Regions from separate parts of the Mus musculus genome. Here all the other regions are linked to region 1. Evidence: chromatin contacts called from public HiChIP or PLAC-seq and promoter capture Hi-C data. All regions are on one chromosome and are shown on one strand. Each heading gives the region's core, a stretch centred on a gene start, on an enhancer-like site or on the middle of the called end of the contact. The rest is flanking DNA. Distances are from core to core; before and after follow the strand shown. Region 1 holds the start of Icam4 (intercellular adhesion molecule 4, Landsteiner-Wiener blood group). Region 2 holds the start of Prkcsh (protein kinase C substrate 80K-H). Region 3 holds the start of Swsap1 (SWIM type zinc finger 7 associated protein 1). Region 4 holds the start of Angptl8 (angiopoietin-like 8). Region 5 has its middle 7.8 kb from the start of Spc24. Region 6 holds the start of Ldlr (low density lipoprotein receptor). Region 7 holds the start of Yipf2 (Yip1 domain family, member 2).

Region 1 (3,286 bases), core at 286-2,785:
AGGCTCAGGAGGAGGCCATAAAACTCAAGGGACAAGCCCCACCTCCCTGAGCCTGCTGGATGAGACTCCTGCCTGGACCCCCTGCAGGGCAACAGCTGCTGCTGCTTTTGAACAGAATGGTAGACAGCATTTACCCTCAGCCACTTCCTCTGGCTGTCACAGAACAGGATGGTGGCCTGGGGGATGCACACTTGTAGCCTCAGAGCTAAGAGGACTCGGTGGATGGAGCAAGACTGTGAACACGTGTGACCCGGACCCACCTACAGCCCGGTGGACCTTCAGCCAAGAAACGCTGACTTCATTCTCTATTGCCCCTGCTGAGGGGCTCCTGCCTAAGGAAGACATGATATCCAGTAGACACAAGCAAGAAGACCACACTTCCCCCCGACACAGGAAAGCTGAGACATTGTCCCCAACTCTTCTTGATGTATTTATTAATTTAGAGTTTTACCAGCTATTTATTGAGTACCCTGTATATAGTAGATCAGTGAGGAGGTGAATGTATAAGTTATGGCCTGGACCCTGCTGCAGATGCTGTGAGAGTCTGGGGAAAGATCACATGGGTCGAGGGTTTCTCTACTGGTCAGGATGCTTTTCTCATAAGGGTCGACTTTTTTCACCAGTCACATAAACACTATGTGGACTGGCAGTGGTTCTCTGCTCCTCCACATCCTGGAGCGTCCCAGCACCTCCCCACCTACTTTTGTTCCCAATGTCAGCCACCATGCCTTAGCAGCTGAACAATCGAGCCTCATGCTCATGAAATCATGGTCCCAGGCGGCTCCACCTCAAAGAGAAAGCCTGGAAGGAAATGTTCCAACTCCTTAGAAGGGTCGTGCAAGCTGCTGTGGGAGGGTAAGCACCCCTCCCAGCACAGAAACCTTTCCTTTGAATCAATAAAGTTTTATGTCGGCCTGAGTGTCTTGTGAGTTTGTGTACAGTCATCACATCAGTTAGGCAAAGCCCTAAGGACTGCCGACTCCCATAATGCCTCAGGGTTGTCTGGTAACCTAACCCTAACTCTGAGTCTGTGGATCAGGTTGGTCCCCACCCCCACCCCCTTTCTTTTTTGAGACAGGTTCTCTTTGTGGCCATGGATGTCCTGAAATCTGCTATGTGGAATGGGCTGGCCTTGACTTCACAAAGATGGGCCAACCTGTCTCCTGAATGCTAGGACTAAATGACAAAGCCACTGCCATGTCTAGTAAAATCTACGTTAGATAGACAGGGTTTCCCAGTGTAGATCAGGATGGCCTTGAACTTACAGAGATCTGCCTCCCTGGGAGTGCTGGGATCAAAGGCATGTGCCATCACCAAGCGTTATTTTATTTTTTAATTTTTAAAGACTTCTTGGGGCTTACGTAAAAACTAAAGAGCAGGTCCAGAACTGTGCAATGGCTTTTGGTTGATTGTAGGGTCTGATGGGAGGGGAGGCAGGTATCTTCATCAGGGCCGGCCGAGGCCCATTCTGGGGCGTGGCCAGGGTGCCTTCTTATCTCCTGCGGCCAGCCTAAACTCCCTGGCGTTCCGCCCGCACTTCAGCGCGGGCTTTGTGCCATGGAGTCTGCCCTTCTGCTCCCGTCGCTTTTGCTGGTGGCTGCCTATCCGAGGGGTGGGAGCCCCCAGCAAGAGTGGATGCAAAGTCCTCCCGCGCCTTCCGTGACCTCAGCACCTTTCTGGGTGCGTCTTAATCCAGAGCTAGAGGCCGTGCCTCCCGGGGGCTCAGCGTGGCTTAACTGCAGCCACAACTGCCCCCTGCCGGTGCATTCCAGCCTGCGCACCCAACTGCGGCAGGGAAAGATAGTTAATGGATCCGGCTGGGTATCTTACCAGCTACTGGATGTGAGGGCCTGGAATTCCAAGGTGCGCTGCGTCGTCACTTGCGCAGGAGAAACCCGAGAGGCCACCGCCAGGATCACTGCTTACAGTGAGGGAGACCGGGGCTCAGGCCGGGCTGGGGTGAGGGGAGAGGGGTGGAGGAAGCGGATAGATGGTAATTGCTTTAAGGGGTGCCTGTGGGCCTTATCTCTCTTGCCTTAGAACGGCCCAGAAGCGTGATCTTGGAGCCTCCGGTCCTAGTGGGCCACAAGTACACTCTGCGATGCTATGTGACACACGTGTTCCCAGTGGGATTCTTGGTGGTGAGCCTGAGAAGAGGTGGCCGAGTGATTTATCATGAAAGCCTGGAGCGCTTCACCGGTTCAGATTTGGCTAATGTCACTTTGACCTACGTGATGCGGGCCGGACTCAACGACCTCTGGCAGCCACTCACCTGCCATGCGCGCCTCAATCTCGACGGGCTAGTGGTGCGCAGCAGCTCGGCACCTGTTATGTTGACAGTCCTCGGTGAGGCATCCTGTAATCCCAGGGAATGGGTGCGGGAGAGGGGATGTTGCCACTCCAAGGGGGCCTGCAGAACAGGCGTGGGCTCCACGCTTGGCGGTCCTCAGACCTCCTAGTTCCTGATTTTCACTCCTGCCCACAGCTTTAAGCCCAGCCTCTATAGCCTTGGCCTCTACCTCCATCGCAACCCTGGTGGGGATCCTCCTGGCTGTGGGGGCTGTCTACGTGCGCAAGTACCTGGCTGTGCAGACTTAGTTATAGATCTGTTTTCGATGCCTGACAAGAGGGAGGGGAAAAGAACTTCAGAGTAATTAATTCAGAGACTCTTATTGAAACAATAAAGTCTTCCTCCTCAGTCTCTGCCTTACGGTTCTTGGAGAAAGTGGTTTCTTTTTTAAGGTACCTTACTTTTTCCAAATTCCTTACGTAGGGGCTGAAGATTAGTAGATTAGAGGTAGTACTGGAGGAAACAACACCTTGAAATTTCTCCTTCAAGGCCAGCATGGGGTCCTAGAACCCGAGTTCCTCTGCGTAGAGTTTTGTTAGCTTTATTTGTGCGGGGCAGAAAGACTAAACTGACCTCCCCTCCAGGGCTGACTCTTGGTATGGCTTTTTCTGATTGGCTCCGCTGATACAGGCCGGAGCTCTGATTGGAGGCTAAGTTTCCCTTCTCCTCCCTCCTTTTCCACTACGGAGCCTGTGCGTTACTAGAGAAGGCCAGCGGGTGGAGCTAGACCTGATTCCCCAAGGTTATCATTAATTGGGGGGGGGGGGGGAGGTAGAAACACTCGAGTAGGCGGGGCCTTCTTCAAGTAGTAGAGGAAGCGGCTAACTAGATAGGAAATCTAGCATAGCAACAAGTTAAGAGATGATTGTTCAGGCCACGTGAGCTGTCACAGACTTGCTTCCTGGCGTTGTGCTTGTTGTCTCCGAGTCTGGTATG
Region 2 (3,286 bases), core at 504-3,003, 970 kb after region 1:
TGTGGCATAAGCAATATTTGGTCTTGATAATTCTTTGCTGTGGGGGCTGTATTAGGCCTAATAACATGTAAAGCCTTCTCCTCGCCTATGCCTAATAAACTGGAGTAGTACCCTCCTGCATTCAGCAAAATGATAAAAAAGTCTGCAGACATTGCTAAATAGTCTCTGGGAAGGGCAGCATTATCTCCTCCCCCTCCAGGGAAGCCACTAGTTTTTACTTTCTACTACTTAACAATGCACTATATGAGCATTTTATGAATGTCAAGTACTACCTGTGCAGTTACTATGCCCATTTTACAGGTGGAAAAACTGAGTACAATTAGATGACTCTAAGTTCCCCAAGATCAAACAACTTTTATGCAGAGCAAGGATTCAGACCCCAGAGAAACAAACTCTCTTTGGGCTGAAGATATAACTCAGCAAAGTGCTTGAGTAGCATGAATAGAGCCCTGGGTTCCAGCCTCAGCACCGCATGATGCCCGCATGGTGGCACATGCCAATCACCCAAAAAGGTGGAGCTAGGTCTCCTTTGAGTTCAAGCTAGCCTGGGCCACATGAGGCTAACTCTCAAAAATAATTTAATAAATAAATAAAATTTGGGTGGGAGGGATAATGGCTCAGTGGTTAAGGACATTTGCTGCTCCTGCAGAGCGAGGAAGGTTGTTAGTCTCAAGCACCCACATTGGTCAGCTCATAAACACCTGTAACTCTAGCTCCAAGGGATCCAATGCCTTCTCCTGGCATCTGAGAGTACTGCACTCTGCCCACAGAAACGCAAAACAGAACAATAAATAAAGAAAAACAAACTCTAGAATCTGTGCTTTTCACTCACCCATATGCACATTAGAAGAGGTAATAGTACAAAGAAATGGGAAAGAAAGATAAGATTTGAGTGTTTGTTTCAAGTTGGTCACATAGACTCGTGCTGGAGAAACACATAGCGCCTACTCAGAAGACCTGGTGGGCACGGTTGATCCCGGATCCTTCGGTGCAGTCTGCAGCCATACTTACCTAACAGTTGGATTTTTCTTTGTAACTCAAGCACCTGTGCGTGCACAGAAGACTTCATTGCATGGAAGGAGGTTGCTGACTTGGGATGATGTGCAGGCCAGGCCTGTGCCCGGCCCATAGACTTGCTTCGGTGAACCTTACTGCCTTTGGCTTTGGAAGAGGGCGCTGGAGCTTGCTCCGGGCTAGTCACCGTGGTGGTCGCGGCTGCCCAGCACAGGGGGGACGTCATGGTGATCGGGTTAAGGTCGGGAAGCCTCTAAGGGGTAGGAGAATAACTACAAGTTGGCCTCTATAATCCAGGATCCTAAACGCTGGTTCCCTAGGCTCTGGGAATGCACTTCTGCTAACTGCCTGGCTGCGGGCCTCTTAGCATCTCCCGGTTGCTAAGTAACTTCCTCCCCCCGCCCACGTTCCCAAGGAAACCGCCCGCGTTACACTCCACTGCTCTTATTGGCTGACTCGGTTCGGAGGGGCGGTCCCACAAAGAGGCCCAGCGAAAGAGAGGCGCGAGCGTAGCGGTCACGTGACGCCTGCGTGTTCGCTGGCAGTGGCCAGTAACCCGCCACTCCCAAGATGGAGGCACGTTACGCCGCCATTAAGCGCTACACTTCCGATCTGTTCTAAGGTTAGGTCTTCATGTTCCTACTCAAGATGGCCGCCTCAGCGCCCGCACACGCACTCTTGCCACTCCTAACATGGCGTCCCGGAGTTGCCGTTCGCCAAGAGGGATGAGCAAAACGGAAGTGACGTATCCGGAGCGTTCCGTTCTCTTATTCTACTGCAGGAACCGTGGCTGCTGAGCTAACCTGGTGTGGTGGCTATTGACCTTTGCCTCTACCTCGCGTAGGTGATGAAGTAGCGATGGGAGGAAGGCACCCTAGTTTCTTATAGGTTGCAGCAGGGTGGGTGGTGTGGAGGGATCGTAAATCCTTTGAACCTTTGGCGGGAGTTGCCCATTTCACCTCTTTACCGAGAGACCTATGGTTTTGAGTTCACTTTGAGACTCTTCCACTGGCTCGGGGCGGAGAGACGCCCCTTGCCCTTGCACTTCCAACTCCGATTGTGCCCTCCTTTTCCGGAAGCAGTGGTGAGGCCGGTCTTGGGTAAGCTGCCTTCTCCCAATGATTAGATGCTTCTTCATTCTTTCCTACAGTGAGAGGCCATCGCGTATCTTCCTGCCGCATAACACACTTCCGGTCTCGGCCCGGACGGGATGCTGCTGCTGCTGCTACTACTACTACCCCTCTGTTGGGCTGTAGAAGTTAAGAGACCCCGGGGCGTTTCCCTCAGCAGTGAGTCTCTTCTTTGTGCATCGGGAGGGGCGTTTCAGCCTTTTTCCTCCGTTTCCCGTAGCATTTCAGCTGGTGAGTGAGTGGGACAGAGGTAATATTTATTTAAGATCTGAGCAGAGCTTCTTGTTTCCCTCACCAGACCATCACTTCTATGAAGAATCTAAACCTTTCACCTGTTTGGACGGCACAGCCACCATCCCATTCGATCAGGTGAACGACGACTACTGCGACTGTAAGGACGGTTCAGATGAGCCTGGTGAGCGTTTGCATTTGCCCATCGCCCATTAAATGAGCCTGCTAAGCGCAGATGCCCCAAAGAACTTGGATCTCACTCTCCTGTTGCTTCCTGCTCAGTGAGCAGAAGCAGGCACAGAAACAAGATCCCTGTTGGCTTGGATTAGCTGAGGGGCAGTGTTTGTAGGTGCCAGTCCTGGTTTCCATTCCCTATCAAAGGAACAAATGTCCAGGTGTATGACCAAGTCAGCAAATGTCATTGCAGGAACCATGAATGGCATTCAGGAGGAGGTGAGGTTTCGAGTCAGGAAGAGCCAACAGAAGACCCTCTCAGAAGTGGGAGGAGGAGGGAAACTGAATGGCCTTCTAGGGATTGATGAAGGCAAAGAGGAGTGGAGGGGAGTTGCCTGGCCTTTTTGAAGGGCCTCCGGAGAAGCTGGGGAATACTGGAGGATTGTGTTGCTGGCCCCTGAAGATACAGTTTCTTCTTGGTTGTGCTTTAGTTTATTTTTGTTCTGGAGACACAGTCTCTGGTGGCCCAGCCTGGCCTTGAGCACACAGTGTAGCTGAGAATGACCTGGACCACGGGTTATCCTGTGATCACCACCAGAGTGCTGGGATTACAGACGTGCACCACCACACCCGAGTTACACTTACTTTGCTGGAGCCCCCCACAAACAAATGTGGCGTGGGGAACACGCATCAAACTTTTTTTTTTTCCTGTAGGCACAGCTGCTTGTCCCAATGGC
Region 3 (3,286 bases), core at 498-2,997, 930 kb after region 1:
CTCTTCTCTCTCTCTCTCTCTCTCTCTCTCTCTCTCTCTCTCTCTCTCTCTTTCTACACACACACAATTTTCTCTCTCCTCTTAATACAAGCAGGCATTAAGAAGGTCCCAGGCCAAAAAGAAAGTTAGATGACAGGCCTCTTAAAGGGCCCTCATACAGGGAACCTGGGAGAGGTCTCAGTATGTACAGTGCAGGATGTACAGGCACGAGCCTGAGAGTCGACCCATTTAAACACTGGACACAGGATCGGTCTCGTGGTGGGGCTGTGACGGTCATCCAGTCTGACATACACAGCAGTGAACAAGACACACTGTGCAAATGAGCTAGAAGGTAAGGACTGACCTCCACACGCTAGGTGGCACAGGTAATCCTGCACACGCCCACACAAAAAAAGATTTTTAAAAAATCCCAGAAATCGGGGCCAGTGAGATGGCTTAGAGGACTCTTGCCACCAGCCCTGAAGATCTGTCATCCAGGGGCTGGCGAGATGGCTCAGCGGTTAAAAAACACTGACTGCTCTTCCAGAGGTCCTGAGTTCAATTCCCAGCAACCACATGGTGGCTCACAACCATCTACAATGGAATCTGATGATCTCTTCTGTCATGTAGGTGTACATGAAGACAGAGCACTCATATACATAAAATAAATAAATAAATCTTTTTTTAAAAATCTGTCATCCAGGGGACACACATGGTGGGGTAGAAAGAACTGCATCCCATCCCAGAAGTTGTCCTCAGAGTGCATGCACTCTGTGTCAATGGGAGTATATACACACTCACACCAACTAAATAAATGTAATCACCCCTCCCCCCATGGAGGGCAGAGTGCCTGCTCAGCATGGACAAAACCCCGAATTTCACCCCCAGCCTTGTATTAACTTATCATAGTGGCACAGGCTAAAATGTCTGGGACCCTACCAAAAAATAAAATTCCCCATATTCAACTATGCAGAGACAAGCAAACAGGTCTCTGTGAACTTTGCTTCGGTGACATCAGCAATTGTTCACACCAACGCATTACAATGATCACATGGAATCACAATATTCATTTTGCAGGTGGGCAAGCTAAAAGTCTGGTTATCATCATCATTATTATTATTTTTAAAGATAGGTGCTCATGTAACTCAGGCTGGTTGCAAACCTCAATATATATCTAAGGGAACCTACTTTTTTTTTTTTTTTTTTTTGAGACGGTTTCTCTAGACTGGCCTTGATCTTAAGAGATTCACCTGCCTCTGCCACTCAAGTACTGGAATTAAAGGTGCGCGACACCACCGACCGGCTTCTACTTTTTTTAATGTTTAGATTTATTTTTACATGAGTGTGTGTATAAGCGCGGGGCCATAAATATATGGGTGCCACGTGTCCGCGGAGTCCAGAAGAGGGCGTCGGATTCCCTCACACTGTACTTGTGCATGGCTGTGAATCACCTAGTAGATGGTGGGAACTGAACCCGGGTCTTTTGGAGGAGCAGCCAGTGCTCGTAACGACTGAGCCATTCTCTACAGCTCCGACCTAGAGCCTGGGCGTCTCTTTGGAGCACGTTTGGACCCTCGACCTTCCTTTCCTTTTAATCGATCACACGGCTTCTTGCAGCAATTCCCTCAAAGTACCCACTTCCTCCACGCTCCGTGTTTTGATCATTGGCTGACAGCTCCAGCGACGAACTTAGTCTGTGAACTATAGCCAATGAGGCCTCTGTGTGGGCGGGCCCAAGATGAGATATCGCTTTTGATTGGTCAGCGGCACTCAGCAAATGGCGGAGGCGCTGAGGCGGGTGCTGAATGCCGGCTGCGCGGCAAGGCCAGGAGAGGATGGCGCTGCCGGGCCGCCATTGCTGTTGCTCGGCGCTCCGCGCTCTGCGCAGACGTCGCTGCTGTTTGCAGCCGCCCTTGAGGCGGCAGGGGAAGGCCGCGGGTCCGTCCTCTTCGTGACGCGAAGGCCCCTTCAGAGCCTGCCGCTCAGTACACCCACAGCGCGAGAGCATTGGCGGCTCCAGGTAAACGGAGGGCTGGACCTGGCAATGCGTTACCCAATGGCGGGCTAGTTCGCGCCTGAGTGACAGTTCGATAGGCAAATGGCAGCGTGAATCGTAGATTCACAACTAAATCGTCATAAAGCGTCTGTGGAAGTGGTGGGTGGAAGAGGCGGAGTAGGGTCGTGGGACGGGACAGTGCGGGTTTAGTTAAGATGAAGTGAAAGACCGTCCTGTGGTCGGGCGGCATTGGTGAGCATGGGTGACAAACCAAAACAAACCACCAAAAACAACAACAAAAAAATACGGACTGGGATTAACTGAACAGAGAATTTACCTAACATGCGCGAAGCCCTGGGTTCTTTCTATCCCTTTAACCAGACTTGATAATATATGCCTGGGATTCAGTTCTCAGAAGTGTCAGGCCATCCTTGGCTACAAAACGCGTTTGCGATCATCCTGGGTCACATGAGGCCCTGTATTAAAGAAAAAAAATGTTTTTTCCTTAAATAATCTTGAGCAGTGACAACTGCTGGAGAAGGGCAGGTGACAAGGGTGAAGTATTTGAGCTGGTGCTTCATCCTGGAACTTTATATATGGACCATGAGAGCCTAGACCGGAAAGTATAGAAGTGAGGTAGCCATAATAGGGAGTTTTGACCTCCTATATTAAGTCTAGCCTTTTCCTATCTTCTAGAAGGTTCGTTTCCAGTACCCATCCTCAATTCAAGAGCTTCTCCAGCTGCTGGCCTCTGCCCATGAGGCCCCAGCACCGACCCCATCCCTTCTACTCCTGGACGGCCTGGAAGAATATCTCGCAGAGGATCCCAGTGCCCAGGAAGCCGCCTACTTGGCTGCATTGCTTCTGGATACTGCTGCCTTCTTTAGCCACCGTCTTGGAGCCAATGGCAGTTGTGGGCTTGTTGTGGCCCTTGAAACCCAGAAAGAAGCAGAGGCCGATGCCCCACATCTGCCATTACTTAAGCGATATTTTCCTGCACAGTGCTGGTTGCAGCCAGATGCCCTAGGCTTGGGACAGCATTGCTGCCTTCGAGCCAGCCTAGAGTTGGGCAAACTGAGCCCTAGGACAGAGTGGTCAGTGAGTTTCTTACCCTGTGGAGAGATGAAGGTCACCCCATGGCTTGCCCAGGCTTCTAAGCTCAGCCCAGAGAAGAAAGATTCAAGTGCTGGAAGCCAGTCCTTAACTTTGGGATGTGACAACCTCCCTGGTCCTGGGTCTCCCTTGGATGGGATACTTACTTCAGAGACAGGTGCAGATTCAAAGACCTGAAAAATGTAGATTTTCTGTTTA
Region 4 (3,286 bases), core at 199-2,698, 810 kb after region 1:
CCAGAGTGCTGGGGTGACAGGCATATCAGGTACTGGGGGTGGAACCCAGGGCTTTGTGCACACTAGGCAAGTACTCTACCACCTGAGCCCTGGCTCCAGCCCCCGAGGGCCAGAGGTCTGGAGAAGTGGCTCAGCAGTTAAGGGTACGCACTGCTCTTTGAGAGGATCCAAGTTCAGTTCACAGCACCCACTTCAGTCAGCTCCAGGGGGACCTGATGCCTCTGGCCTCTTTGGACATCTCTGTTCAACCCTGCCCCCCAACAATAAATAAATAATTAAAAACATAAGGTGGTCCCACCAGTAGCCAGGTGGCAGACTGGCCTCCCGCAGCCCACACTACCACCTTATTGGCTCCCTGGAGTTATCTATAGGGTCTGTCTTTCAGATACAAAGAGAACCGGAACCTGGTCTTGCCTCTTCTCCCCAGCTGTAAGTGCACAAGCCCCAACCCTGTAGGCCCCCTTAAGCTGTGTGATGGAGGCATCTGGCCTGCTAGCTCAGCCTCTGAAGCTCTGTACCAACAACCAGTAACAGCGAGTCTCCACACAGAACAGTGAGTGGGTCTCTGTGACAGAGTCCTGTGACTCTCGGTGTCAAGCTCATCGCGAATGACTAACTTCACGGCCATTTTCTGTGGTGCTAGCGATGGAATGCTGAGTGCCCCGAAAGCCTTCTACCTCTGAGCATCACCTCAGCTCTTGTTTTCTTGCCATAAGAGAGGATCTAGTTCTGTAGCCCAGGCTGGCCTTGAACTCATGTTCCTCCTACCGCAACCTCAGAGTGTAACGTTCTATTTGCAAGGGAAGCAAGGCTGTTCCTTTGAGTGCGCAAAGTGGATGTTCAACAAATGCTTAGTACTACTTGTGGGACGCCTAGGTAGAGAAAATGGGTTGCAGTACTTGCCCTGTGTGTTCTAGGAAGTTAAATCGAAGTTAGCACAGATCATAAACCATGCGGGGAGTCAGGCTCCATGATCTCAGAAGGAGGATGTCTGTCATGTCACTTTTTCGCCCCTCCTCCACAGCTATTGGCCACACCCAGTGACCCCTGCATTAGCTGTCTGCAGGAAGGAGACAAGGCTGGAGCCCCTGGATGGCCCTTTGGGTGGCCCAGCAATACTGGGCCTGCTGTGTTGGATGTGAAGGGAGCCACGTTCTACACTTAGATGGGAAACTGAGGCTCAAGGCAGTGATATGCTCATACAGACACTGGCGCTGAGAGCTCTGGTCTGAGCTTGCCCACTACCTCCAACCCCCACACACAGCTGGCCCTGAGTTCTAGCAGCGTGATATCAGCATGGCCTGCTTAGCCATCAGTCTGATGCAATGGCTGAGCCTCCGCCAGGCCCTTGTGCAACCATGGCCGGTTAACCATTGACCAGGGGGGTCAATGGCAGCCTATGGAAATAAAAGGCAGCCGCAGCGGCCCGGGAACCACACCCACGAAACTGTCAGCCATGGCTGTGCTTGCTCTCTGCCTCCTGTGGACCTTAGCATCAGCAGTGCGACCCGCTCCAGTGGCCCCTCTGGGTGGTCCAGAGCCAGCTCAATATGAAGAGCTGACCCTGCTCTTTCACGGGGCCCTGCAGCTAGGCCAGGCCCTCAATGGCGTGTACAGAGCCACAGAGGCTCGCCTGACAGAAGCTGGGCACAGCCTGGGCCTCTATGACAGAGCACTGGAATTCCTGGGGACAGAAGTCAGGCAGGGCCAGGATGCCACACAGGAGCTTCGCACCAGCCTGTCGGAGATTCAGGTGAGCACTGGAGCTGGGTGTTGGTGGCAGGTAAGAGTCTGAGGAAATGGTAAACCCAGAACAGAGGAAACATACCCTGATGACACACCATCCTTGAGCAGGTGGAAGAGGACGCTTTACACCTTCGAGCTGAAGCCACAGCCCGATCACTGGGGGAAGTGGCCCGGGCCCAGCAGGCTCTGCGGGACACTGTACGGAGACTACAAGTGCAGCTGAGAGGCGCCTGGCTCGGTCAAGCCCACCAAGAATTTGAGACCTTAAAGGTAAGGGACTCCCAGGTCTGAGAGGGGTATAGCCTGCTTCTCAGAAAGAGGCCACCACTGAATCCTGGGCTAGAGGACCCTCCAGTTGTATATGGGGTTCCAGCCTCAGTGACCTTCTGGAAGTGACCTTTGCAAGTAAGGGCAAGAAGCAGGCACAGCTGTGGTTCTAGAACTCCAGAGGCAGGGGCAGGAGAAATAGAAGGTTAAAGGCAGCCTTGGCTACAAAGTTAGGCCAGCTGACTACATGGTGATACCTTGTCTCAAAGAGAACAAGAGAAAGAACAATCCTAGCACTGGGAATAAAGGCAGGTGTGTGTGTGTGTGTGTGTGTGTGTGTGTGTGGGTGTGTGTGGGTGTGTGTGTGTGTGGAGTCCAAGGTGATTTCTGGCTAGGTAGACATCCGGGTTAAGCTTGGGGTACATGAAGCCCTGTCTCAAAATATGTAAATGAATGAATGAGTAAGGGACCAACAAGGTAGTTAGTTCAGCAGGTAAAGGCTGCCAAGCCCATGACCTGAGATGGATTCCCAGGACCCACGCAGTCCTGGTGCTATGTATCAAGAAACCAATCAATATTGTTTGATGTGCATCTACAAACTATACAGAGCAAGTCCCATTTTAGATATACTTTACAAACAGGGAAACTGAGGCCAGAGGGTCTTGGACATTTGCTGGGCCCCATGGATGGTAACAGAGAAACTTGCAGTGGTCAGGAGATGGGAGGTGACCCAGATCTCCCAGCTAAGGTTTATATACTACCCCACAGGCTCGAGCTGATAAGCAGAGCCACCTCTTATGGGCTCTCACTGGCCACGTGCAGCGACAGCAGCGGGAGATGGCAGAGCAGCAACAGTGGCTGCGACAGATCCAGCAGAGGTGAGCCTGGTGGGATTACTCTGGGGTAGCAGTGGAAGTTGCCTAGGTCCACTGAAGGGCACCTCCCCGAAGCACTGGCCTTGACGGGGCTCTACCTCCCTCCCTAGACTCCACACAGCAGCCCTCCCAGCCTGAGACTACCTGGATGCCACCGAGGACCAGTTGTGCTGCAAGGAACACTGAAGCGCTCCACCAGGCCCATGAACAGGGCTGACAGAGCCGGCTGCCCATCAGCTGGACCTGGCCAGTGCACCCCGCTTCCTGGCAGAGCGGAGACAGAAGCAAGCAGGCGGGATGGAAGGCAGAAGACAGAGCCCTGTGGAGGAGGGCTGGAAAAAGACACGAGCCCCCTTATGCCCACACACCCCACAATAAAAGAGAACAGAGGCAATCTA
Region 5 (3,286 bases), core at 568-3,067, 720 kb after region 1:
GATGATGAAGGTGAGCACACTAACCAAAGAGCAAGTCTTTTTTTTTTTTTTAAGATTTATTTATTTATTTATTTATTTATTTATGGTTTTTCGAGACAGGGTTTTACAACCATCAGGAATGAGATTTGACACCCTGTTCTGGTGTGTCTGAAGACAACTACAATGTACTTCCATATAATAAATAAATCTTAGCCAGGTGTGGTGGCTCACGCCTTTAATCCCAGTACTTGGGAGGCAGAGGTAGGCGGATTTCTGAGTTCGAGGCCAGCCTGGTCTACAGAGTGAGTTCCAGGACAGCCAGGGCTACATAGAGAAAACCCTGTCTCGAACTCCCTCCCCTCCCCCTGAAGGGAAAAAAGAAAAGAAAAATTCAGGGAAAGAGTCTTGGGGAAACAGAACAGGAATGGAGATACACTAGACAAACAACCTGGCTCCGACCCTGGCTCTGCTGTAGTTTTCTGTGTGACCCTGTGCACTTCAGAGCCTCGTTAGCCCAGTAATTCCACCTTCTGCCAGACTGGTGGGACCTCTACCCAGGCCTGCCATCTCCTCTGAATCCACGGGGTGGCACATCCGTCCTTCCTTCTGCCCTTTGTTTGGGGCAAGAGCCAAACTGCCTCAGAGAGAAAGTGGAGAAGCAAGTGGCCTGGAAAGCCCGTGGCTTCACAGGCCTTCAAGGACTGCCTCCCTGAGTCATGGTGCTGGCATGTGTGGCTAACAGCATGGTGGAGCTTCCACGTCCTGGGAGTTAACAGACTGGAGAGCAGGTGTGGGGCTCCCACGGGACATCATGCATGGAAGGTGATGGACTGACTTTCTTCTTCTCAAGACAAGGGTTTCTCTGTGTGGTTCTGGCTGTTGTAGAACTCCCTCTGTAGACCAGGCTGGCCACGAACTGGAGATCTGCCTGCCTCTGCCTCCAGGGTGTGGGATTAAAGTGGAGTGCCACCACCCATTGGTGAGCATTTCTGATCCTGGGCTTCAGCTTTTATTTTCAAGGCCCTGCAAAGCCAAGTGTCCTCACCCGTACCTGTCACCCTACCCCTGGGGAGGTGGAGGCAGGAAGATCAGGAGTTCAAGGTCATCCTCCCCTACATAGTGAGTTTCAGACCAACCTGGGGCCCATGACTCTGTCTTAAAAACACTTTACTTACCAACAGGCACTGAAGGGCTGGTGTTTAACTCACTGTGCAGTGCCTACCTAGCGAGGGGAATGGGAGGTACTTGGGTCAGGGTCCCCTTTTCTGCTCTCCCGTCTTCTTTGCCTGCAGTTCTCTGGGCTCAGAATAGCAATCAGTGAAAGACCTGGATGTGTACCCGTGTGTGCAGTACCTATCTGACCCAGGGTGGGCAAGTGATGGTGGTCTTGCCTGCCTCGTCTCTGTGGATTCAGTTCTGCCCAGGACAAGAATGGCAGGCAGCAGCTGATTTCTGACACACGAACTGCTGTTCCCCGCTGACCACCAGCCCCCCAGGCTGTGGTCCCTTCCAACTCACAGTGTCTGAGCCCACAGCTGTGTGTGGTGAGCCAGCTTGGAGCCCCAGCGGGAATGGCACGGGGGAGACAGTGGGAAGGGTGCTCTGCTAGGCAGCCAGCATTCCCCAGCGCCCGCTGCGGCTCCAGCTCCCACTGTGGTTTTCTGAGATTAAGTTCTCAGGAATATCACTCCTACTCAGCCTGCCTGGGGAAAGTCTCCCTAGATTTCCTGTGTCTTGTCTGACACCCCTACTCGAATCTGCTTCCTGCCCTAGAGGAGCTCTGTCCTTCCCTTGTCCCGCCCTTTGGCCAGGCCTTGTAGGGAGTGTGTGGGAGAAGCTTGGAGCTTAATTAGATCAGTCTCTTACTCAGCAGAGCCACTGGCTGTCTGGAAAATCTTCCCCCTATACTGTGGACTGCAGGCCCAGATTGATCAAGATGCTTTCTGCGGTTGCCTGGTGGCAGTCCTTAGCTTGCTCCCAGCTTAGCATTATTCTGTGTCACCATCTCTACCCTCCCAGCCTCCCCCCCCCCCCCCAGCATTTTATCCCCTGTCACTTCCTTATTGCCAGGTGTGCTGACCTCCTTCCTAGCAGGAGATTGAGAGTCCCCCCACCCCCACCCCCACCCCGGAGCTCAAACACCTACCAGGTGTGAAACCTGAGACAAATCTCCAGCCTGGGTTTAGTTTCCATTTCCAGATGATGCGCGCAGCCAGGCATACTTCCATAGCTCCAGCCACTTACAAGTATGGCTGCCACAGAACCATTCAGCCAGCAGGAGCCTGAATGTGCTTGTGGCTCAAAGGGTAGGTAAGGGCGCTTGTCTTCCAAGCCTGGTGATCGAGTTTGATCTGGTCGTAATCCTTGTAAAGGTGAGAGAACTGATCCCTTACCTCTCACAAGCATGCCTGCACCCCGGGGCCTGCACTTACCTCCCTACATACTGTGACTCTCCATACAGACACACAGTAAAAAGGACCTATTAGGAGGTCCCGAGATCCAGGTGAGAGTGGCCCCAACAACAGAGGTCACAGGTAGAGTCCAAGTGTGGTCATGCCCATAACAGACAACCGATCCTGTCCCCCACACCAGCCCAGCTTTTTTTTTTTTTTTAAAGATTTACTTATTTTACTTATATGAGTACACTGTAGCTGTCTTCAGCCACACCAGAAGAGGGCATCAGATCCCATGACAGATGGTTGTGAGCCACCATGTGGTTGTTGCGATTTGAACTCAGGACCTCTGGAAGAGCAGTCAGTGCTCTTAACCACTGAGCCATCTCTCCAGCCTCCAGCCCAGCCCTTGTGTCATGAGGAGACAGCCTTCAAATCTGGCTGCCTGGCTCCTCCTGCTCATTTCCTAGGTCTATGCATCTTTCCTGCTTAAGGAAACAGCTCTTAACTGCAGCTAACCCCAACAGAAAGAGGGAGAGACTGGAGAAAGGGGCTGGCCACCTGCTGGGTGCTCTTACCACTGTCCTAAAAAACCACCTAGTCCTGGTGACACTTCAGAGGAAGACACTATGTGCCTTAGGGATTGGTGGCAGTAGAACACAGGTGAATGGGTCAACCCCTGGACTTCATATAATGTCTTGGGACTTAAGGGAAATGGCCAGATGGATCCGTCCCTCAGTTTACCTCATCTGTAAATTAGATTCAGGACTGCTCCTCCTTCTGGCTGGTTCTCTTAGAAGGAGCAAGTCAGGCTGTGGGTAGGAATTTGGGCAGGAGGCTGTGGCCTGGCCCCAAGATGTCCCAGGCAGCCAGCCAGTGCTGGGCAGTGACTCAGAGCCTAGGCATGCAGAGCT
Region 6 (3,286 bases), core at 558-3,057, 690 kb after region 1:
TGTAATAGAGAGACCCTGTCTCAAAAACAAACAAACAAACAAACAAACAAAAACCGAGAGAAATCAACTCACAAAAGCAGCTTTTTACACCTTTCTGTCTTCTGGCTTCTACTATCTGTGTAGCTGAGGCTATCCTCATGGTCCTCCTGCCTCCCTCGGGGAGTGCTGAGACCACAGATTGTGACAACAGGCTTGGTTTACGTGATGCTGGGGACGAAGCCAGGTACCCTACCAACCCAATGCAGTGTGTCCCGTTCTCTCTCCTGTCTCACGGTTCAGCTTCTGGTAGTTTGTTTTGCATTATGTATTATTTACTTTTTTATTACTGCCTGTGACACATCACAATATGAATGTGCAGGTCACAGGGACGAGTTCTCTCCTCTCATGTGGGTCCTCGGATTTGAACTCACATCAGGTCAGTCCTGGCTGCATGCACTAAGCCAACACACTAGCCCTGGTTTGTTCTGCAGGGAGCTAGGCAGGGACAGAATCTGAGTCCCTTTTAGAAAATCCCTAAGCCTTTGATTCATCAAAACTTCTCTATCCATGGCAGACAGCCTTCTGGTTTAGCCATCCAGTGTCAAGAGGGGAAAAAGGCCACATGTGGTTGGTTTTGCTTCGAGGGAAGAGATGCCCTTCTGTGTGTTCAACTCCTTGTAACAGGATAAAGCGGTACCAGCAGGTGCCTAAGGAAATAAACCAAAAATCAACATTTCTGTCAACACAGGAAGGAACCCATTGATTCTCAGATGAATTATTTAAAATAATTTCAACTTTAGCTTTGAAACAGGGTCTCTTGACAGGTGGTAGTGGGGTGGTAGTAAACACTCAACATTTAATCCCAGCACTCAGGAGTTAGAGGCAGGCAGATCTCTGAGTTCTAGGCCAGCCTGGTCTACAGAGTCCAGGACAACCAGGGCTACACAGAGAAACCTTGTCTTGAAAAACAAAACAAACAGAAACAGAAACAAAACAAAAGAAGAAAAGGAAAGAAAAGAAAGAAAGAAGGAAAGAAGAGGAGGAGGAAACAGAATCTGTGTAGCCCAGGCTAGTCTGGAACTTGCTGTCCAGACCAGTTTGGACTTTGCTCACAGAGATCTGCCTGCCTTCTTCCTAGTTTCAGTGTTACCATATCTTGCTATGGAATTCTTCCATTAATAATTATAATTATTCTAACTACTGGGTCCTACCCCCCAAACCAAGTAATGTTTCTTCTTTCTAATTAATTAATTAGTACAGGGGAGTGTGTGTGGAAGTTAGAGGACAATTTGCTGGAGTTGGTTCTGGTTCTCTCTCCTTCCAGTATGTGGATCCCTGGGATCAAACTCAGGTCTTCAGGCTTGCACCCTCACCCACTGAGCCAACTCGCTCACCCGCACACGCCGCCGCGTTTTATATACATTTCTCGCTGAGTGTTTGTGTTTATGGACGGATCCAGATAAAACCTGCAACTGTACTTGGGTCAGAAATCTATGTGCCCATTCCTAGACAGGAAAGCAAACTTGCTGCAAGAAGTGTAGGGGTCGGGGGTGGGAGGGGGCTTCGCATACTTCTGTTTTGCTTTGGAGGTGGAAAGGAAAGCGTCAGAAGGCGACCCAGGGTGTGGAAGGGCGTGGGTCGTCCCTTGAACACTCAAACAGCAACGCGGGCGGCTAAGTGTCCGGGAAGCGGTGAAATTCTGTGGGAGGAATTTGAGGAACTTCCCACTGCTGCGGGAGCTTCAGGGGTTAAAAGAGACGATGTCACATCGGCCGTTCCAAGCTCCTCCCCGCTCAGTGAGGTGAAGATTTTTGAAAATCACCCCATTGCAGACTCCTCCCCCGCCTGGAAACCTCGCCCCTAGTACTGGGAATGACTCTGGGCGTGCGGCGTAGTTTGCAGCCGGGACACCGTGAGGCTTGCGAGCCCAGATTCGCAGCCGAGACACCGTGGGGCCCGCGATCCAGTGTTTGCAGCGGGAACATTTCGGGGTCTGTGATCCGAGTGAGGACGCAACGCAGAAGCTAAGGATGAGCACCGCGGATCTGATGCGTCGCTGGGTCATCGCCCTGCTCCTGGCTGCTGCCGGAGTTGCAGGTAAGGCTTTGCGCCAGGAGCCTGCCCGGGGTCAGGGGCAGCCGTCCTGAACTCGGAGAGCCCCGAGTGGTTTTATTTTTGGTCGAGAAATACAACCATTCGTGCGAACTTGATGTGATGTCCTTCCCACGTGGCTGGAGGGAAGTGTTTTGGAAATAGGGTGCCAGAGCTGTAGGGGGTCAGAGTGGGTTTGGGGAGTCCGGTGGGTGCTCTCCCAAGTCAGAGGTGTCTTTCAGAGCTATGTGTGAGGGAATCCAAGAGGAGGGGTCCCATCATTCGTTTTAAGGGCTGGGGAGACCCAGGCCCAGCTGTTCAACTTTGGGGTCGCTAGTCGTAGTTACAGGACTTGGGGGTCTCCACACTGCACTCAAACCCGGCTACTGCCGCGTGCCCCAAAACTCCGCCCTAACCCCACCTCCCACCGCACCCCCGAGCTCCTATTGGGTGCAGCCGGAACAGGCGAGCCTCGAGCCACTCCCCTCGCCCAATGGAGGAAGAGGATGATGTTCAGGGGCGTGGCTTGCACGACCCTCCCGGGTGGGGTGGGGCTACACATCCGGGCCGGCTGGGTCCTCCTTGTGAGCCTTCAGTCCCTACCTTGTCCCTACTTCCCTGGTTTGGTGCAGATGTGCCTCAGGCAACCCAGACACCCGTAGCTGAGACCATCAGGCAGGGAGGGCCAGGGACCTGGCAAAGACTTTTGCAGGCCTGGTTCGTTCCCACTCTCTGAACGTGTAGGATTGGACAGATCCATAAAGTGGACTTTAGTTTTAGGAGAGGCGTTGGAATTTGGACAGGAAGGGAGATGGTGTTACAATCTCACCAACAACTTCTTTGCAGCACTGGGAAAAGTGCTCCACCTCTCCCTCACTTTATAGACAGGGTCTCATGTAGCCTAGGCTGGCCTATAAGTCACTGTGTAGTCTCTAGCCCCTAATTCTCCTGCCTCAGCTCGGGAGTGTTGGGATGACAGGCATGTGCCACCATGCCTGGATTTGGGGACACCATGGATAGAACCAGGGTCCATGAATGCCTGGGTTACTGCTTTTCTTGCAGTCAGCCTGGCTGGCCAAGAACATTTTAATTGCTTTTTCCTCCTCAGAACCAGCTTCGGTTCTGACCCCACAGGAGCTTGGCAGGAGTGCCCTTCAGTTAGCTGTGAGTAGCTGTCAACTGGACAATCCCTGGGGATGCTTCCTTGAGACAGCCT
Region 7 (3,286 bases), core at 329-2,828, 560 kb after region 1:
TTCCCTAACACCCTCTGAGTTAGCCAGACCTACCCACCTTCTGCTTTCCATCTTGGTGCCTCCCTCAACTAAACACGAGTTTTGCTCTTCATGCATGACTGCCCATTTCAGGGCCTGGTACAGTCCCATGTTTAAGTAAATACTACATTGATTCAAACATAAACCCCCATTTACCATATAGGTCGGGACGGTTTCTAAGATGGTGCCGCACAAAGTTGTGGCCAGGATGGGGCAGCAGGGAGCCTTTGATCCTGTCCAAGACCTGGAAAGCAAAGCCCAGGGTCTAGAATGAGAATCCTGGTGTTCTGAGAGGTGTCAGCACATCCTACTGAACAAGCTCGAACATGTCACCACTGTGAAGGTGGATTTCAGGCCTGTCACCTTGCTTTCAGCTTCTTGCAGCCTCTCCTCTCAAAGTAAGGACAGTCCCTAAGTTCTGGATGGTCTTGCAACTACATCTCCAGGATGTACCCTCTCACTGGACCTGGTCTATCATTAGAGGTTGGCTTGACTGGGAAACATTCTGGCTTTAAGTCACACACCTATCCACGCCTACTTTGTAACCTAGCTTTTGCCTTCCAGCCCCACCATACCCATTCAGTCCTCAAGTATAGTGGCTGGACTCCAAGCAACTCCAAGTGCCTTACCTGGGAGGTATCCACATCAAAAAAGCTCTGATAGTAGTCAAATGTCCAGAATCTGGGCTGTGGTTTTTCTTCCTGTAGAAGCTATAAGACAAAAGACTCAGAACTTGCCTGCTCAGCCAGGGTAAGAACAGAGGCAGATCATCGGGGCCTAGGAGACTCACTGATGTCTTGTCATCCTCTTCCTCCCCTACTTCAGCTCCATAGCCAATGCCTGAACCCACAACCACAGCCACGTGCTCTCGGGAGGTCAGCTCATCACTTTGGCTAGTAGTAGCTGCATCTGGGGTCTCTGCCAGAAGATTTGTGGCTTCCTCGAACTCTACGGAGAGGGAATATGGGCATAGGTGTTTGGAATCTGAAAATTCCTTTCATCAACTGGGGCTATGGCTGCCTTACCGCCGTCCCCTAAGGGCTGAGTTTCTTCAGTTTTGATGCATGGATAGGTCTGTCTACTAAGATGGGATTCAATTTAGGTCCTGTGCAGAATTGGACGCTGTGATGTGCCTTTTGAGTTCATGGAAGAAGCAGGAATTGAGTGCAAGATAAACCTGAGGTCTGGGTCCCAGCTGCCTGGGGTTCTAGCTTAGGACTGAGGTAGGAGCTCTGACCACTTCCGGGCTCCACTCACCGTGGAAGGCCAGTTCGTCAGCTGCTGCCATGACTCTTTAGAGGCGTCACCGCATCGCACTCTGTGGACAGAACCGCATCAATCCCACAGCCCTCCCCAAGACTGATGCTTCCGTCTGGACTCCTGCATGGAGCCTAATACACGGAATGGAACTTCAGCTCCAAGCTGGGTCCCTTCAGATGCACCCCACCTTCCTCACCTGAGCCTACCTAAGCTGGCGTGGCTATTGCTCTATGCGCGTGCGCGCCGCTCGACTTCCCTTCAGAGCCCACCCTTCTCCACACAACGGCAACATCCGTTTAGGTCCGTTTCCTATTGTCTTCCTGTGGGAAACTACTTCCTGTATCTTGCGCTTGCGCAGGATCTACTCTCCGGCCTTTTTCATTCCGACACTATGCGTTTCTACTCGGCTGAGGAACCGCAGGGAGACGATGGTGACAGCGGCTCTTAAGAGATTCTGGTCCGGTGGGCACGGTGAAGCGGGAGGAGAGGCCGGTGGTGCCACGACGGTGGCGGTTAAGCCAGGGCTGTGGACGCGACTGAGTGAGTAGTGGCAGAAGGCTGCAGGGTGGGTGGCTCGAGTGGTCGAGTCCTTGTCACCGCAGCTCTTTTTTCCCCTCAGGCACCTGGGCCGGCGCGCTGCTCCGGGACTACGCTGAGGCGTGCGGGGACGCGGCGGCTGCGGCGCGAGCTCGACCGGGCCGCGCGGCCCTGTACGTGGGGCTTCTGGGCGGCGCGGCTGCGTGCTGCGCGCTGGCGCCCAGTGAGGCGGCCTTCGAGGAGGCCTTGCTGGACGCATCGGGGTCACTGTTGCTCTTGGCACCGGCCACGCGCAACCGCCACTCGGAGGCGTTCCTGCAGCGCCTGCTGTGGCTGAGGGGCCGTGGGCGGCTGCGTCACGTGAACCTGGGCTTTTGCTCGCTGGTTTACGAAGCGCCCTTCGACGCCCAGGCCAGCCTCTACCAGGCCCGCTGCCGCTACCTGCAGCCACGCTGGGTGGACTTCCCCGGCCGGATCCTCGACGTGGGTTTCGTTGGCCGCTGGTGGATTCTGCAGAATCGCATGCATGATTGCGACATCAACGACGACGAGTTTCTCCATCTGCCCGCTCATCTCCGCGTCGTCGCGCCTCACCAGCTGCACTCAGAGGCCAATGAGAGGCTGTTCGAGGAGAAGTACAAGCCGATCATACTCACCGACGATCAGGTGGATCAGGCGCTGTGGGAGGAGCAGGTGTTACAGAAGGAGAGAAAGGATCGGCTAGCTTTGAGCGAGGCTGATTCACTGGTTCAGTCCGATGTTTCCAGATGAAACCCAGGATTGCCCCCGGGTCACCAGGCGCAGGCAAACTGTTGGCTGTGGATGGTGCAATTGGTGAGATGGGTAGAGATAAATGGCCCTTATTGTGATTTTATGGGAAGTCCTCACTCTGTCCGGTTAGCCGAAGAAACTTGGGGGCCTTACTGGTCTTAGAGATACAGAAGAGCTGAAGGACTGCTCTTAAACATGCTGAAGCACTTGACCTTACTGTGTTAATTGCCCCCAGATCTACTAGTAAGGAGCCTGTGCTGTGTAGCCTGTTGTAGCTGGGGATGTTCTTCACGGGTAGAGTGTTTGCCTAGCATGCCTGGGTTCCTGCACTGCCAAAACAGAACAGAAATGGGCTTTTAGTCTTGGGGGTTTTGTTTATTTGGTTCGTTTTTGAGAATGTGACTCCCATATGCCCAGTCTGGCCCTGACTCCTGCATTAGCTCTAGTGCACCACAGAGTACCCCGCCCATGCATTAGTCCTGTTCATGAACGGGGCTACAAAGATGTCCTGACTGCCAGTGACTTCCAAGATCCTAAGACCAATCCCCCAGCCCCCCTTTTGGTAGTGTGTATCAGTGAAGTTTTTTGAGGATAATGGTCTGGCCGTGTTGCCAAGGCTACTTGTTTAAAGAGTCCCGACTGTTCCTCCCTTCGGAGAACCTCGACTCAGTTCTCAGCAGCTTGATCTGTAACTCCAGGC

Evidence for each region. Promoter capture Hi-C pulls out the DNA fragments that hold promoters and counts their contacts. HiChIP or PLAC-seq counts read pairs in DNA pulled down with a chosen protein or histone mark. Capture Hi-C pulls out chosen DNA fragments and counts their contacts.
Region 2: a promoter capture Hi-C map of liver shows a contact between it and region 1, with 3 times the contacts expected there. The contact joins the promoter of Prkcsh here to the promoter of Icam4 in region 1. A contact is called at or near these places in 3 of 39 promoter capture datasets (liver and pre-B cells), 1 of 115 datasets of contacts at active chromatin or transcription factors (memory CD8 T cells) and 1 of 9 other capture datasets (adipose tissue).
Region 3: a promoter capture Hi-C map of erythroid cells shows a contact between it and region 1, with 9 times the contacts expected there. The contact joins the promoter of Swsap1 here to the promoter of Icam4 in region 1. A contact is called at or near these places in 1 of 39 promoter capture datasets (erythroid cells) and 1 of 484 Hi-C or Micro-C datasets (CD8 T cells).
Region 4: a contact with region 1 is called in a promoter capture Hi-C map of liver, with 3 times the contacts expected there. The contact joins the promoter of Angptl8 here to the promoter of Icam4 in region 1.
Region 5: a contact with region 1 is called in an HNF4G HiChIP or PLAC-seq map of pancreatic cancer cells. The contact joins the enhancer-like site here to the promoter of Icam4 in region 1. A contact is called at or near these places in 2 of 39 promoter capture datasets (liver and pre-B cells), 2 of 484 Hi-C or Micro-C datasets (Th1 cells and muscle stem cells), 1 of 115 datasets of contacts at active chromatin or transcription factors (pancreatic cancer cells) and 1 of 9 other capture datasets (liver).
Region 6: a contact with region 1 is called in an HNF4G HiChIP or PLAC-seq map of pancreatic cancer cells. The contact joins the promoter of Ldlr here to the promoter of Icam4 in region 1. A contact is called at or near these places in 2 of 115 datasets of contacts at active chromatin or transcription factors (memory CD8 T cells and pancreatic cancer cells) and 2 of 9 other capture datasets (liver and pancreatic islet).
Region 7: a contact with region 1 is called in a promoter capture Hi-C map of liver, with 2.5 times the contacts expected there. The contact joins the promoter of Yipf2 here to the promoter of Icam4 in region 1. A contact is called at or near these places in 3 of 39 promoter capture datasets (liver, neutrophils and pre-B cells), 2 of 115 datasets of contacts at active chromatin or transcription factors (large pre-B cells and pancreatic cancer cells) and 2 of 9 other capture datasets (liver and macrophages).

What each region holds. Positions count from the first base shown.
Region 1 is chr9:21,027,897-21,031,182 of GRCm38.p6, forward strand. It overlaps Icam4 (intercellular adhesion molecule 4, Landsteiner-Wiener blood group), which reads left to right and starts at 1,536. Exons shown (of 3, transcript NM_023892.3): 1 at 1,536-1,927; 2 at 2,041-2,346; 3 at 2,486-2,700. The coding sequence starts at 1,558. The coding sequence ends at 2,598. Icam1 (intercellular adhesion molecule 1) reads left to right here. Exons shown (of 7, transcript NM_010493.3): 7 at 1-918. The coding sequence ends at 50.
Region 2 is chr9:22,001,235-22,004,520 of GRCm38.p6, forward strand. Prkcsh (protein kinase C substrate 80K-H) reads left to right here and starts at 1,754. Exons shown (of 18, transcript NM_008925.2): 1 at 1,754-1,854; 2 at 2,165-2,303; 3 at 2,443-2,559; 4 at 3,264-3,286. The coding sequence starts at 2,225. Ccdc151 (coiled-coil domain containing 151) reads right to left here and starts at 1,400. Exons shown (of 13, transcript NM_029939.3): 1 at 1,012-1,400. The coding sequence starts at 1,240.
Region 3 is chr9:21,954,006-21,957,291 of GRCm38.p6, forward strand. Swsap1 (SWIM type zinc finger 7 associated protein 1) reads left to right here and starts at 1,748. Exons shown (of 2, transcript NM_025870.1): 1 at 1,748-1,999; 2 at 2,672-3,286. The coding sequence starts at 1,757. The coding sequence ends at 3,265. It overlaps Gm45914 (predicted gene, 45914), which reads right to left and starts at 2,001. Exons shown (of 1, transcript NR_132099.1): 1 at 1,279-2,001.
Region 4 is chr9:21,834,062-21,837,347 of GRCm38.p6, forward strand. Angptl8 (angiopoietin-like 8) reads left to right here and starts at 1,449. Exons shown (of 4, transcript NM_001080940.1): 1 at 1,449-1,753; 2 at 1,855-2,016; 3 at 2,782-2,891; 4 at 2,999-3,286. The coding sequence starts at 1,457. The coding sequence ends at 3,026. The region is part of intron 14 of Dock6 (dedicator of cytokinesis 6); the gene reads right to left.
Region 5 is chr9:21,750,899-21,754,184 of GRCm38.p6, forward strand. No RefSeq gene overlaps it. Among named protein-coding and RNA genes, the nearest start is that of Spc24, 7.8 kb to the right of the region's middle. Within about 2 kb of position 1,818, at least 133 of the 459 cell types and tissues checked have an H3K27ac peak or open chromatin away from gene starts, as enhancers often do. A contact at or near this core is called in liver, muscle stem cells and pancreatic cancer cells, where this site is marked.
Region 6 is chr9:21,721,769-21,725,054 of GRCm38.p6, forward strand. Ldlr (low density lipoprotein receptor) reads left to right here and starts at 1,808. Exons shown (of 18, transcript NM_010700.3): 1 at 1,808-2,076. The coding sequence starts at 2,010. It overlaps Gm26511 (a long non-coding RNA gene), which reads right to left and starts at 1,588. Exons shown (of 4, transcript XR_001779098.2): 1 at 73-1,588.
Region 7 is chr9:21,591,253-21,594,538 of GRCm38.p6, forward strand. Yipf2 (Yip1 domain family, member 2) reads right to left here and starts at 1,579. Exons shown (of 8, transcript NM_138303.2): 1 at 1,276-1,579; 2 at 809-966; 3 at 648-728; 4 at 175-262. The coding sequence starts at 1,306. It overlaps Timm29 (translocase of inner mitochondrial membrane 29), which reads left to right and starts at 1,470. Exons shown (of 2, transcript NM_178619.4): 1 at 1,470-1,818; 2 at 1,898-3,286. The coding sequence starts at 1,707. The coding sequence ends at 2,586.